Linked DNA regions of Pan troglodytes: region 1 is linked to region 2. The links are chromatin contacts, called in public capture Hi-C maps. All regions are on one chromosome and are shown on one strand. Each heading gives the region's core, a stretch centred on a gene start, on an enhancer-like site or on the middle of the called end of the contact. The rest is flanking DNA. Distances are from core to core; before and after follow the strand shown.

Region 1 (6,773 bases), core at 1,436-3,935, 470 kb before region 2:
TTTTATATTTTTAGTAGAGATGGGGTTTTGCCATGTTGGCCAGGCTGGTCTTGAACTTCTGACCTCAGGTGATCTGCCTAACTCGGCCTCCCAAAGTGCTGGGACTACAGGTGTGAGCCACTGCACCTGGCCATCAGTTAATTTTTTTAAAACATTTTTTGTGGAGACGAGGTCTTGCTACGTTCAGCCCAGCTGGTCTTGAACTCCTGGCCTCAAGTGATATTCCTGCCTCGGCCTCCCCAAGTTATGGGATTACACATGTGAGCCACTGTGCCCCAGCTGTAAATGTTTATTTTAAAATAGAAATTTGATTTTATTTTTTAAAGCAGTCTGAAAATATACTCAGCAAGAGACTGTATATTGCTTACTGAATGCGATGCAGCATATTTAAGGTGAATTGTCATATAATAGCCCAATAACTCTCACCTAACAGATACTAATAGAAAGACTTTCTCATACTCTTGGGTCCTAATGGACACTGGAGAGGAAAGGAAATGTCATTTCCATTTTCTGGCTGGGACCTTCGGTGGGAGGCGCAGCACTGGCTGGCGACAGACCTCTGTGTTGCCAAGGTAATGCCATCCCTTGAGGTCAGCCAATCAAGCAAACCTTTGCCTTTGGAGGACTTCGAATATTTGTGAATTGGTTCCCTGACACCTCAAGCCACCTTTTTCCCCAGGATAGACTTGGCTGGCTTCAGCTTTGAGGCTAGAAAAAAGAGCCTGGCTACCACCACATATATGCATCTTAATATAGTTTGGTGTTCTCCAGTCACTGTACCAGAATTCTGATAAAATTTTTAAAAAACACTTTTTTTCTTCGTGAAAAATAGTTCCCTAAAGAAATTCAACTGCCAATCCAGGCGACAGAAAAGAAAGGAAAGTGAAGGATGGTATTTGGCCGGAAAACAAGTTTGGGATATATTAAGGAGTGAAATGTTGAAAGTAGCTACAGCTCAGATTTATGATCCACTCAGGAAACCACCCCAGGAAGAACTCGCGCTGGGGCTGAAGCTAACTACAGCGTGTCATGAGGGAAATGAAGTGCTCACTGCTGTTCACAAACTGGGGGCTGTGACGGTCTCAGGATGTCTCTCCCGCCACGGTAACTTGAGGTCTCTCTCATCTGTGTGAAGGCTTTCCTTTGAAGCACTCTGAGAAAGGAAAGAGCCTGACCTCACTTGCATTCTAAGCCAGTTGTTACTACATGAAATGCACCAATGGCCCCTTATAGAGGGAAGGCCCTGAAGGGGAGCCCCTCTGTGGGCCAGAGAAGGCCATGCTGGTGGTTCCCAGCCACAGTCGTCGCCTTGCACCCTTCCTGCCCTTGCAGGGTGTCTTTCACTCAGGATCCCCCTCATTTCTTTTTTTTCTCTTTTTTTTTTGAGAGGAAGTCTCACTTTGTTGCCCAGGCTGGAGTGCAGTGGCGCGAGCTCAGCTCACTGCAACCTCTGCCTCCCGGGTTCAAGCGATTCTCCTGTCTCAGACTCCTGAGTAGCTGGGATTACAGGTGCGTGCCACCGTGTCCAGCTAATTTTTGTATTTTTGGTAGAGTTGGGGTTTTGCCATGTTAGTCAGGCCGGTCTCCAACTCCTGACCTCAGGTGATCAGCCTGCCTCGGCCTCCCAAAGCGCTGGAATTACAGGCGTGAGCCACCATGCCTGACAAGGATCCCCCTTATATCTGATATGAACTCAAATTACAGAATCACAACACTGCAGGTTGAAATTCTGGCAGGGTGAGGGCAGGAGTATCTGTCTCACTAGAAAGATATTATTTTAGAACCACGAAGAATAGGGAGGCATATTTTATATGTAGGCAACGGGGTTCCAGAATGTTTCTGCCATGGACAAGAGCAATTAGGCAAGGCCCTTTTAAGCACAATGCTGTGTTTTTTCCTGGGCTCTGGAAGAGTTTCTTTCGGTTCTCATTCTCTCTCTTTATAAGGCTACCTACTGCTCTCTTTTCCTTAATTTGTTTCTTTTTTTTTGGGGGGGGGGGGGCGGGGTTCAAATAAACACATGAATACAGCTTAAAAATCAAAATGGTACTGAAAGATTTACAATGAAAAACAGTGGTCTCCAGCCCCAATTCTTTCCTTGCCTCAGGGCTGTCTCTTAGCCACTTTTAATTCTTTTGGTTGTTTCTCCCAGCAATTATTGAAAAAAAAAAACATGTTTATACTCTTTATTGATTTATCAATTTAGGAAATGATCTACTATGTGGTAAGAGGTGAGGCTTCTTAGCTGTCTCACCCTCCCTACCTGCTACCTTCTCTGTAGAGTTACATTATTCTTTTCAGTTAAATAAATAACATTACATCTTTACAATCATACAAATGCAGTTCACTGCAAGGAGGGTATCACAGTAGCATTTCCTTCTTTTTCCGTTTTGTATTTGTGTTGTACTTGGGATTTACTTGGCTGTGAATAATCTAACTTAATGATGTAGCACTCTCCCTTTAAGAGAGCCTGTTCCGAGGTGCACAGTTGACTGACAGCTTCCAGCTGCTGCATCTGTGGACCCACTCTGGTGTGTTCCTGCCAGCCCATGTTGCTCTCCCAGGCTGCTCCCAGGAGAGGGGCTGGAGCAGAGCCATTTTAGCCTGACTATAAGACTCTAATGGACAAGCTTTGCTTGGGCCTTCCCACTGGCCAGGTCGAGGCTTTCTCAGAGTTGTGCTGTGGGCTGAGGCTCCTCCACCTGATCCTCCTTCCTTTCCCTTCTCCTTTCACACCTGTCACAGCTCCATCGTGGTCTAAGAGCACTCTCTGCCCACTCCTCCTCTTCTCCCCTTTAATCTGCACAGGCATTTCCCTCCAAGAAATCTCTTGCATGTCTAATTCCATCTTGGTCTTTGCTTCTAGGAGGAGCCACACTGACAAATGCTCAAAGACATCAGCAGGGACGTTTTACCTGTGTGGATTATGAGGGTCAGTGTATCTGAAGTAGTACCAAGCAGAATCAACAAAGGTATCCATCGTGTCTGTCTCTCTCTTGGCTGCTCCCTTGCACCTAAGAAAGAAATGAAATTCATCAATTGGTTTCTTTTTAAATTTTAATGCAGTTTTCCATCAGCTTTTGAGAGAGCTATAAGTATGAATTGAAAATGTCATAAGAATAAAGCCACAGGCTGGTTGTGGTGGCTCACGCTTGTAATCCCAGCACTTTGGGAGGCTGAGGTGGGTGGATCATGAGGTCAAAAGATCGAGACCATACTGGCCAACATGGTGAAACCCCATCTCTACTAAAAATACGAAAAATTAGCTGGGTGTCGTGGCGTGTGCCTGTAGTCCCAGCTACTTGGGAGGCTGAGGTAGGAGAATGGCTTGAACCCGGGAGGTGGAGGTTGCAGTGAGCCAAGATCGTGCCATTGCACTCCACCCTGGTGACACAGCAAGACTCTGTCTCAAAAAAAAAAAAAAGAATAAAGCCACATATGAAAAGACAATTCAGGGAAAGCTCTCTTTTTATATTGTATAGTATGTGATGTTTTAAAGAAATTTATTTACAAATAAAAGTTTCAATTTTCAACAATTAAAAGCCTTATTTTCCACTTCTCTGAATTTAACCTGGTAGAAAGCCTCACCATCCAAAAGGACAAGACAGGATTAGGTATCTCTTTTGTGCCTTAACTTCTGTTCCAGGCATGTCAAGATTGCCTTCGCCAATGCCTACTTTATGATGCTTATGAAGCCAATCAATGCATGAAGACAAATGAGAACCAAATATAGGGAGATGTGTGGAAAATCAACTTGGATTTTTCTTCTACTTCTGTTCTGGGGTGACAGGTGCAGAAATCTACCAGGATGACTCGAGGAAGACAAACCAACTTGGAAGCCCCAAAGGCAATGGTTGCTCCAGCTCATGCCAGCCTGTAAGAATCAATTGGGGCATCTCTTCACAACACTGTGACAAAAGATGGCAAGTTGGTAGCTTGAAACTGGCCCTGATGGGAGTATGTACATCACGGAAATTGGCAAATGCTAGAAATCAGGACCCCCCTCCAAAGCTAATTACATATCTACCACCAGACCACTGCCTAAAGGTAGGTTCCTTATGGAAGAGTGAAGAAAGCCCTGGTGTTCAAGACAGAGAATAAAGTGAGATCCTTGATATGTGAAGGGTTGCATAGAAAAAGGAATCCCTGTCCTAGGGACAGACATGTCCAGCAGGACCAAGGTCTCACAAGGGCCCAAGTGTTACACTCATTATTTTTATTTTGAGATGGAGTCTGGCTCTGTCACCTGGGCTGGAGTGCAGTGGCTCGATCTCAGCTCACTGCAACCTCTGCCTCCTGGGCTCAAGCAATTCTCCTGCCTCAGCCTCCTCAGTAACTGGGATTACAGGCGCATGCCATGATGCCCGGCTAATTTTTGTATTTTTAGTAGAGATAGGGTTTCACCATGTTGGCCAGGCTGGTCTCGAACTCTTGACCTCAAGTGATCCGCCTGCCTCAGCCTCCCAAAGTGCTGGGATCACAGGCATGAGCCATCATGCCCAGCTGCTACACTCATTCTTAAGAATATTCCTAGAGTTGTGGGCCTGTGGGACTGAAGGAACCAGGTGCCAAAAGCCACACTACCTAGGAACTCAAAAGAAGGTGCCCTTAGTCAAGCCTAGCACAGGACGGGGATTAGCTGCCTTGGAGACTCCTCAAGGCCTGGATCAGCAGAGAATCAGCACCTTCTGTCTGATGGGTAGGACCAGCTATCAACAGGGCCTTCTGTGGCAGTGGGAAGCCATAGCAGGCTCTCCCTTCTAAGGCATGGATGTGAAGCTCATCACCCCTCCAAATATTGCGCTTTGGGCAGTGTAAGTCTTTGGGTGTTATTGGAGAATTTGGGGAGAAGGGATGAGGAATCCCAGGAGGAACTGATAAATCTTCTGCTAATTTAGCATGTATGGGCTTGAGTGTATTTTTAATTTAAGAATAAAAGAAGGGTTGTATTTCTGTCTTCCATTTGTGAAGTAGTTCATACCAGCTTTACAAATATTACCCAAGGAAATGGCCAGTCCCCCACATAGTCCTCCAGCTCCCTCGTCAGCTGGTTAAATGCAGTGGCTGAGCAGAGAGCATGGGCGCCCTAGATCTGGCAGGGCTTTGGGACCCCCTGCATTTTAATCAGGGGACCTCCCAATGAGAACAGTGGTGGTCTCTAAGAGTAGAAGCTTTTCAGAGAGAGCCCTCGGGGAATCCAGCTTCCTACCACCCAGGGCTGCTCTAAGAAGCTGATCTCAACAGTGCGCCTCTAAATTAAAGCCAGGTCTTTTTATTTGGAGAGCAATCAACCAGAACACAGACACTATTTTGGGAAATAATTAGAAAATAAAGATTACTTCGTCTTCCTCACTTACCTTGTGCAAGTGAGGTCCAAGTGAGGGAGAAAATGCGGGCTCAATTTATAAAAGGAATAACAGCTGGCTAACATTTGCCATGCTGATTTCCTTTTTAATGGTCTTGTTGGACTTGAAGGCAACTAACATGTTTTATTGCTGATACTAAAAACTAGATGATAAGGAAGAAGCTACGTGGCAAGCAGGAGGGATAGAAGTGATAGATAATGGTGATAATGTTATCAGGATTAGCTCCAATAGTAATGATAATAATACTGGGTAGTAGGAACTGAGCCAAGTACTGCAGAAGTATTATCTCATTTAATCCCCAGTAGTCCTGGGGATTATGAGACCGATACTGCTCATATCCCCATTTTTCAGATGAGTAACTAGGATTCAGAGAGGTTAAGAAACTTGTCCAAGGTCTTGTAGTTCAAGGGTAAGGAATCCACATCTGGTGGGCTCTGGTGCCTGTAGTCTGTACCACTGGGCTGCCTTGCTCGGCCACACTGGCTCAGTAGCTCTCAGCCTTGGATGCTCATTAAGATCATCCAGGGGCTGGGCGTGGTGGCACATGCCTGTAATCCCAGCACTTTGGGAGGCCTAGGCGGGCAGAACACGAGGTCAGGAGATGGAGATCATCCTGGCTAACATGGTGAAACCCCATCTCTACTAAAAATACAAAAAATTAGCCGGGCTTGGTGGCGGGCACCTGTAGTCCCAGCTACTCGGGAGGCTGAGGCAGGATAATGGTGTGAACCCGGGAGGTGGAGCTGGCAGTGAGCCGAGATTGCGCCACCGCACTCCAGCCTGGGCGACAGAGCGAGACTCCATCTCAAAAAAAAAAAAGATCATCCAGGGAGCCTTGCCCAACACCAAGGCCTAGGTTCTGCCCTCCAGTAATTCTGCAGCCAAGCAGGAAACCTTATCCTCATCAATAAGGCCACAACTGCTGTGCTGTATGCAGGCCACCAACATCTCTGGTAGGGAAGCCCTTTGTCAGCGCTTATCAACAAAGAGGGTGTGCTATTTTCCTCCTGGAGCCAGCATTTCTACCCTAAAATGGTCTGGGCCTTCCTATATACCTCCCTCCAAGTTCCACCTTGAATTTCAAAACTGCCTCAGTGAGGACCTGGGAGGATGGCTGGCAAGTCCCTGGCTGGATGGCCGTAAAGCTTCTATTTATTGAAGGCCTAGAAGGTATCACTGTGCAGGATCACATGTGTTAATTCTAGTCTTCTGAAAAGCCCTTCAATGGGGTTATTTTTGTTCCTGATGAGGGATTTCACGCTCAGAGAAGGTAAATGACTTTCCCAAGGCTAGACAGTTAGTTAGGAGGCAGAGCCAGGACTTGAATCCATCACTGATCTGACACCCAGCTCAAGACTTCCAATTACACTACGTGGTTACCTAATTGTCAACCTAGTAACTCAGCTC
Region 2 (6,400 bases), core at 2,629-5,128:
CCTGGTAATTACTTGGATCTCAAGTGTCTCAAGACAGACACTAAGTCACCTTTGATGCCCCACAGGTTTGGCGTTTGGGTAACTGGGCAGGTGAGGATCTTCACAGAGATGGTAAACTCAGGAAGAGGAGCAGATTTGAGTGGAAAGACCCTGAGTTCCCTTTTGGACATGTTGACATAGGTGCCTAAGGGCTTCTAGGTGGTGGTGTCTACCAGGCATCTGAACGTGTACACATTTGGGATTCAAGAGATAGCAATGGCCAATAGTCACTGCAGAAAATGAGACAGTCAGTGAAGGGGATGAGCCTTGATGGGCAGAGGAAACAGCCACCATTTCCATTCTACAAAATAGCTTTCTTATCTGGAAAGGATTCTACAAAAACTTTCCTGAGAACAGTGGGTAGAATCTTGAACTCAGGAGTCTTAGAGATCATCTAATCCAAACTTCATTTTGCGGATGAAGAAACCGGGGGCCAAGATGCCCCACAGGCCTTCTCCAGGGTCCCACAGCCAGTACTGCCAGGACCAGCCTCAGGTCTCCCATGCACCCCTTTCTTCACACGGAGGGTCTCCATCTGTACTGCCTCCTTCCAGCTCTTCCTCCCCTTGGCTGGGATAGGCTGGGGTGAGGAAGGGTGAAGGAATGACCAGAAGGGAAAGGAGGAACAGGAACAGGCACAGCAGAGGTGGTGGAGTGAGGAGAAGAGAGCAAGACTCAGCCAGGTCTGTGCACATGGCTCCCACACACTAGTGAAGGCCAAGAGCTGACAGAAAGATCCTTCCCAGAAACCACCTCCTCCTGCTTGGCCATCCTCACAGATGCCGAGGGCAGCACTGTTCTCCAAGAAAGGGCTTAGGCCAGTGCCCCTGCAACTTAGTTTTCTAGCATTCCCCTAACACAATTACCATTAGCACAATTGATCAAATCATCACAGGTCTATGACATATTTTTATAAACACAATTAAACACTACTCTTAATCAGATGAATAGAGTTCTTAAAAATTGGCTCACATATCTAGCAGAATACAGCAGGATTCAGCATCAATAAGATTCCTATTTTTCACTTTTAGAGTTGTTAATGTTGAGAAACTTTGTTCAGGTAAGTAAGTTGGTGAGACTGAAAGGAGTTTTGTTATAGCAGTGTCACTTAGTACTTGAGCTTCTAAGGTAAAGGTCAAAAGTGTTCTGTCAGGAGGGAGAGCATTAGGACAAATACCTAAGGCATGCGGGGCTTAAAACCTAGATGATGGGTTGATAGGTGCAGCAAACCACCGTGGCACATGTATACCCATGCAACAGACCTACACATTCTGCACATGTAACCCAGAACTTAAAGTAAAATAAAATAAATTGTTAAAAAGAAAAAAGTGTTCTGTCATTGGAAATTACTTTGTATGGTCTATCAGCTGAGAACTTGATTAAGCTCATCTCGGAGGTTAAAGGCAAAGGATTAGAAACCACTAAGTTTGCAAAACAATTTTTCACATGGCCTTTTACTTAACACCTAAACCAAGATTTCAATTCGTCTTCTGTTTGGCATCCCCAAGGTTTTTTACACACCAGGCCACACCCCATGGTAAGAGCAGGAAGGGTGAAGAGCTGGCCTTTCTTTTGTAAAATGGAAAAGGGAGATTGCAAAACAGGAGGTGGGAAAGAAAGCCTGTTCCCCAGGCCTGCACCAAGGTAGCTCAATTCTAGTAAGGAGTAATACAAAAGAAAAGAGTAATAGAAACTGAGTCACTTAAAACGATCATTGTTTGTATAACCCCTGGGAAATTCTCCAAAGTGTGTACCTCTGAGGCAGGGCAGGGACTAGTGAGATGAGTGAGGCATTCACCTGGGGCACAAAATTTAAGGGGATACCAAAACTCAGTAAGCAAGAGAAATAATATTTGAATGCAAATTTTTTTTAAAATCAGAATTAATGTTCAAAAAATGGTGAAGAAAATGTCAAAATTTTAAGTAAAGACAAGATTGAAGGACAGGTATACTCAATTCGAAGTATGCAGATCTCAGCAGCCCAGATGTAAGCACATGGGTGGTAGATGAAAGATGGGTGATGGTACTCTTGCCCATACTGCCACCTGCTGCTGGAAGTGGAAAATGCCGACTGTCTTCCCAAAGAGTGTCACAGCAGTCGACCAGGTTCCACACTCACACGCAGAGGCATGAGTGCCCTCTTGTGGGCAGCCACCCAGTTCAGGAACTTTAAAAAAACCCTGTTCAGCCGTGCCTGGTGGCTCATGCCTGTAATCCCGGCACTTTGGGAGGCCGCGGCCGGCGGATCACAAGGTCAGGAGATAGAGACCATCCTGGCTAACACGGTGAAACCCCGTCTCTACTAAAAATACAAAAAATTAGCAGGGCGTGGTGGCAGGCGCCTGTAGTCCCAGCTACTCGGGAGGCTGAGGCAGGAGAATGGCGTGAACCCAGGAGGCGGAGCTTGCAGTGAGCCGAGATCGTGCCACTGCACTCTAGCCTGGGCGAGAGAGGGAGACTCCGTCTCAAAAAACAAAAAACAAAACAAAACAAAAAAACAGAACAAAACAAAACAAAACAAAACCCTGTTCACCTATATCCCGCTAGGAAGCTGAGTGGGGGATGAAAAGAATCCAAGCCTCGGAGTTACAAGATGTAGATTTCAGTCTAAGCTTTGCCTCTCGCTTGCTGAGGGGTCTGGAACATACCACATCACTCTTCTGAAGCAGTTTCTGGGCTTATGCCAATGGATCTCATCACCTCCTCCAACAATCGTTGAAATTGTTGAATTTCAAGAGGTGCTTTCTGTGATGATGAGGAACAGGCTGCCTGGCATGAAGTACGTACATAATTCTCTGTAAGCTGCCTCCCCCAACCACCCCATCTCCATCGATCAAATCAAACTATCATCCACTTATTATTACTGAAGGCGAGACACACTAGAAGACAACCAGAGAGAAACAGTTACTGCAGAAGCCCAGACAGTGGAGCACTGGCGGTGGCTGAAGGATAAGGAAGACTCCCCCAGGAGGGGTCACTACAGCCAGGCCCACGATGGCTGGGTGGGCCAGGTCAGGCCAAGAGCTGGCCAACAGCCTCTGAGGACCACTGGGCCACTTCTCTGATGTTTTATTTCAGTGACGTTCTGGCCACACGAAGCAAGCATTGCAGTGGTGGTGGAAAGGCCAAGGCCTTTGGAAACAGCCCTGGGTTAAATCCCGGCTCTGCTACTTACCAGCTTCAGGACCAGTGGAAGTCCCCAAACCTCCATGAGTTTCAACTCACTTTGCTTATTTTAAATGGTGATAATAGCACAGCTTGTCCTGGGTGGATCAGGTGAAATAAGACAACGTATTTAAAATGCCTGCGCCTGGACCCCTGAGCAGCTTTCTGTGAAGAGTGGGAAGGAAAAGGACGCACGGGTCGGGCAGTGCTGGCCGTCGTATTTGGCTCCTGGGATGTCCTGAGGAAGAAGGGGAATGCCCATCTCCCCTGTGGGCAGGCCCAGCTCCCCACTCCCCGCCGACCCCATAGCAAGACTCAGCACGTCAGTGCCTCCCAGAAATAGATCTACAGCAGGAGAGGTCAGCGGTGGGGGCATCCCCCTAGAAATGGGGCGGGGGGTGGGGGCGATGCTGGATTCCAGCAGATGGAAACGATTCTACAAAAAGAAGCCTGGAGCTTTGAATAGAGCTGTAACGTAAATAAAATATCGTGTCAGTGTTAGTTTCCTGGCTTTGGTAACTGTGCTGTGCTTAGCAGCAGACCGGGGCGTTTTCATCTCCCTATTCTTTCCCTCCTTCCTCTCCTCAGTCCTCCGCTCATTCCCACCCTCCTGTGGCATGAAGCGCGTGTGCTCAGCTCGCCCTCCTTCACCTCCTCCCTTCTCGCCTACTTCATCACGGAGGGAGCTTTCGAACCGGCTCCTGGGACCTCCTCCCCGCCCCGCGGACACAGCACAGACTGCAGCGCCTCTCCTCTCCGCGAAGCTGCACCGACTTTATTTGCAAAAAGAGGCTCCAAGCGCACGGAGGGGATGGGGGCTGCAAGGTCCCCACCCTCCTCCCGGCCTCCCGCGGCCCCTGCCCTCCTCCAGGCCCCCCACGGCCCCCGCCCCGCCGGCTACACGATCCCGAACTGGCAGATGTAGGGCAGCTGATCGCGGCAGCGCTTGTCGAACCACTTGCCGTTGGCCGCGCCTGACAGGACCGCGCAGTTCTCGGTCTTGCCGCCATCGGGTTGCGCGGTGATCTCAGTCTCCCAGTTCTTGTAGGCGATGCGGGCGCCGGTCATGTCCACCCAGGTGCCCTCGGCCGCCATGTCGTTGAGGCCCAGCCAGATCTCGGCCTCGTTGCCCACGCTCTGGCGCAGGTACTCATACAGGGCGTCGTTCTCCGAGCCAGTCTGAGGGGTGCCCAGTGTGCCCCCGCGCGAGATGCAGTCCTCGCTGGCCTCGTGGAAGGTCTTCGTCTGGGTGAAGGCCAGAAAGCATTTCATGTGCACCTTGGTCCCCTTCAGGCAGACTGGGAGTGGGGAGAAATGGCTGTCACCGAAGGTCCCCCTGTTCCCCAGGCAAAGAGCCAACCGCCCAGGCCAAGCCCACCGTCCTCCATCCCATCCCGTTTATCCCATCAGTCCTGACAGCCCCTTAGACCCAGGCAAAAGGGGTCCTGATGGTTCATGCACTTTGAGGACCTGGCTGTGGTGGCCACTGCCGTACAGATCCAGATCCCCACTCAGGAGGTCTTGGTGCTCCCGCGGCTGGGAGAAAAGGCAGCCCTTGTGCTACAGAAGCACCCAGCCCCAGCTGACACCCCTTCCCAGGCCTCCACCTCAGTCATTTCTGGCCTTTACCCACCCCATCTCCTTGGGTCACAGAGGCTGGCCTGGTGCCTGCACTGCAGCTCAGCTCTCCCTCTGCCCACTTCCTCTTCCCCCCGCCCCCACATGTGTGGCTCCTAGGGCTCACCCTAACAAATTAGCTCTGTCTCAGAGTCAGCTTCCCAGGGAGCCCAGCCACAGCCACCTGCTCTGGTTCTCCTTCCTCCATGCCCCTCCCTAAGATCAAGCAGCTTGCAGGGCCAGGGCACCTGCCCACCTACAGCCTAGGCCACACTTCATGTACCCAGGGCCCCAAATCCCTACCCAAACAGCCCAAGCAAGCTTCCAGGGCCTGCCAAGTGCCTTTTGCAGGGTCAGTTCTCCTGAGGGCTGGTAGGGTGGGGCTGAGAGGATAGAGCTGAGACTGCAAGAGAGAAGACAGGAAGTGCTGGGCACAGGCTGTGGTCAGAGGCCGGCGATCAGGCAAGGGACTCTGAGGTGTCCACAAATTCTCAGTTTGAGCCTGGCCCCAAAGGTTGTGATGAAGGCACATATTTGGTCAAGTTAGGAGGATAAAATCTATTTTTGTTTTGCAGTTTGCATTTTCAGCTTGATTTCTAGCTGAAATATCTAGACATACTCTGATTTCTCTTGAGATCATATAAATCGTTCACCTTTTACTAAAGATTTCTGTGGAAAGGAATATCTTGACAGACAGGTGTATGTTTGCATTTGTCCTCTTGCTGGTGACCCCACCACTTTGGGGGATGTCTGCACTCCCCTCTATCCATTCCCACTCAGTTACTTCCATTTCACTCAACAAATATCAATGGACAGCATCCCAGTGTCCCCATGGGCATCTGACACCACAACCGACTTTAAACATGGGGCCTGAAGCATTACAGAGGTGTCTACCCACAGACTCTGCCCCAAGTCAGCTGTCCTACCTCGTGCTATCCTGCAGCTTAGCCAAGCGGCCTTCATTGCCTTTCCTTCCTGCTGGTAACACTGACGTGCTACCTAGACTTTTGTTGGGGATGAAGGATTCACTGCCCTGGCTGCCAGGAATGCTGCAGGAAGAAAGTCCTCAGCTTTCAGCCTCCTGCAGGGACTGCCTCAGCAGAAGACAGCCATCTCTTCCAAGGCCGTGCCCCTCTCTAGAGCAGCCTACACCCAAGACTGACCCATAAGCCTTCTTGCCCCGACTCAGGACAGTGCTGAAGGGTCATCCCGTCATCAGGGCTCCCTGAAGTCAGCTGAGGCTTTCGTGGCACCACAGTACAGCTCGACTTCTCCCTCTGCCCACTCCTGCTTCCTTCCATCCCTTCCCTAGCACAGGGGTTGATCCTGAGGGTATCTCCTGATAAGTCTCCTGTGGGTTAAACTCCATCTCAGAGTTGCTTCCCAGGACCCTCACCTGAACCTCCCTCCAACACATAGGTAGTCCTCAGTCAATGCTACTTCTCGTGATACTATCATTGCTGCCAACATTTTGTTGCTCTGGTCTGTCTATTCATGATCCTGTTGATTTATGCTAGTCCTCCACACCTCTGCTCCTGCCCTGCCATCTGCTTGGAATCAACCCTCTTTATCTTCTCTG

The links. Capture Hi-C pulls out chosen DNA fragments and counts their contacts.
Region 1: a capture Hi-C map of stem cell-derived neural stem cells shows a contact between it and region 2, with 7 times the contacts expected there. The contact joins two enhancer-like sites. A contact is called at or near these places in 3 of 7 Hi-C or Micro-C datasets (blood, induced pluripotent stem cells and stem cell-derived neural progenitor cells) and 1 of 1 other capture datasets (stem cell-derived neural stem cells).

Annotation. Positions count from the first base shown.
Region 1 is chr2:49,508,948-49,515,720 of NHGRI_mPanTro3-v2.0_pri, reverse strand. LARS2 (leucyl-tRNA synthetase 2, mitochondrial) reads right to left here. Exons shown (of 22, transcript XM_001147749.8): 14 at 2,916-3,014. Among named protein-coding and RNA genes, the nearest start is that of LIMD1, 98 kb to the left of the region's middle. Within about 2 kb of position 2,685, at least 2 of the 24 cell types and tissues checked have an H3K27ac peak or open chromatin away from gene starts, as enhancers often do. A contact at or near this core is called in stem cell-derived neural stem cells, where this site is marked.
Region 2 is chr2:49,043,714-49,050,113 of NHGRI_mPanTro3-v2.0_pri, reverse strand. It overlaps CLEC3B (C-type lectin domain family 3 member B), which reads right to left. Exons shown (of 2, transcript XM_009445339.4): 2 at 3,960-4,502. The coding sequence ends at 4,102. Among named protein-coding and RNA genes, the nearest start is that of CLEC3B, 11 kb to the right of the region's middle. Within about 2 kb of position 3,878, at least 7 of the 24 cell types and tissues checked have an H3K27ac peak or open chromatin away from gene starts, as enhancers often do. A contact at or near this core is called in stem cell-derived neural stem cells, where this site is marked.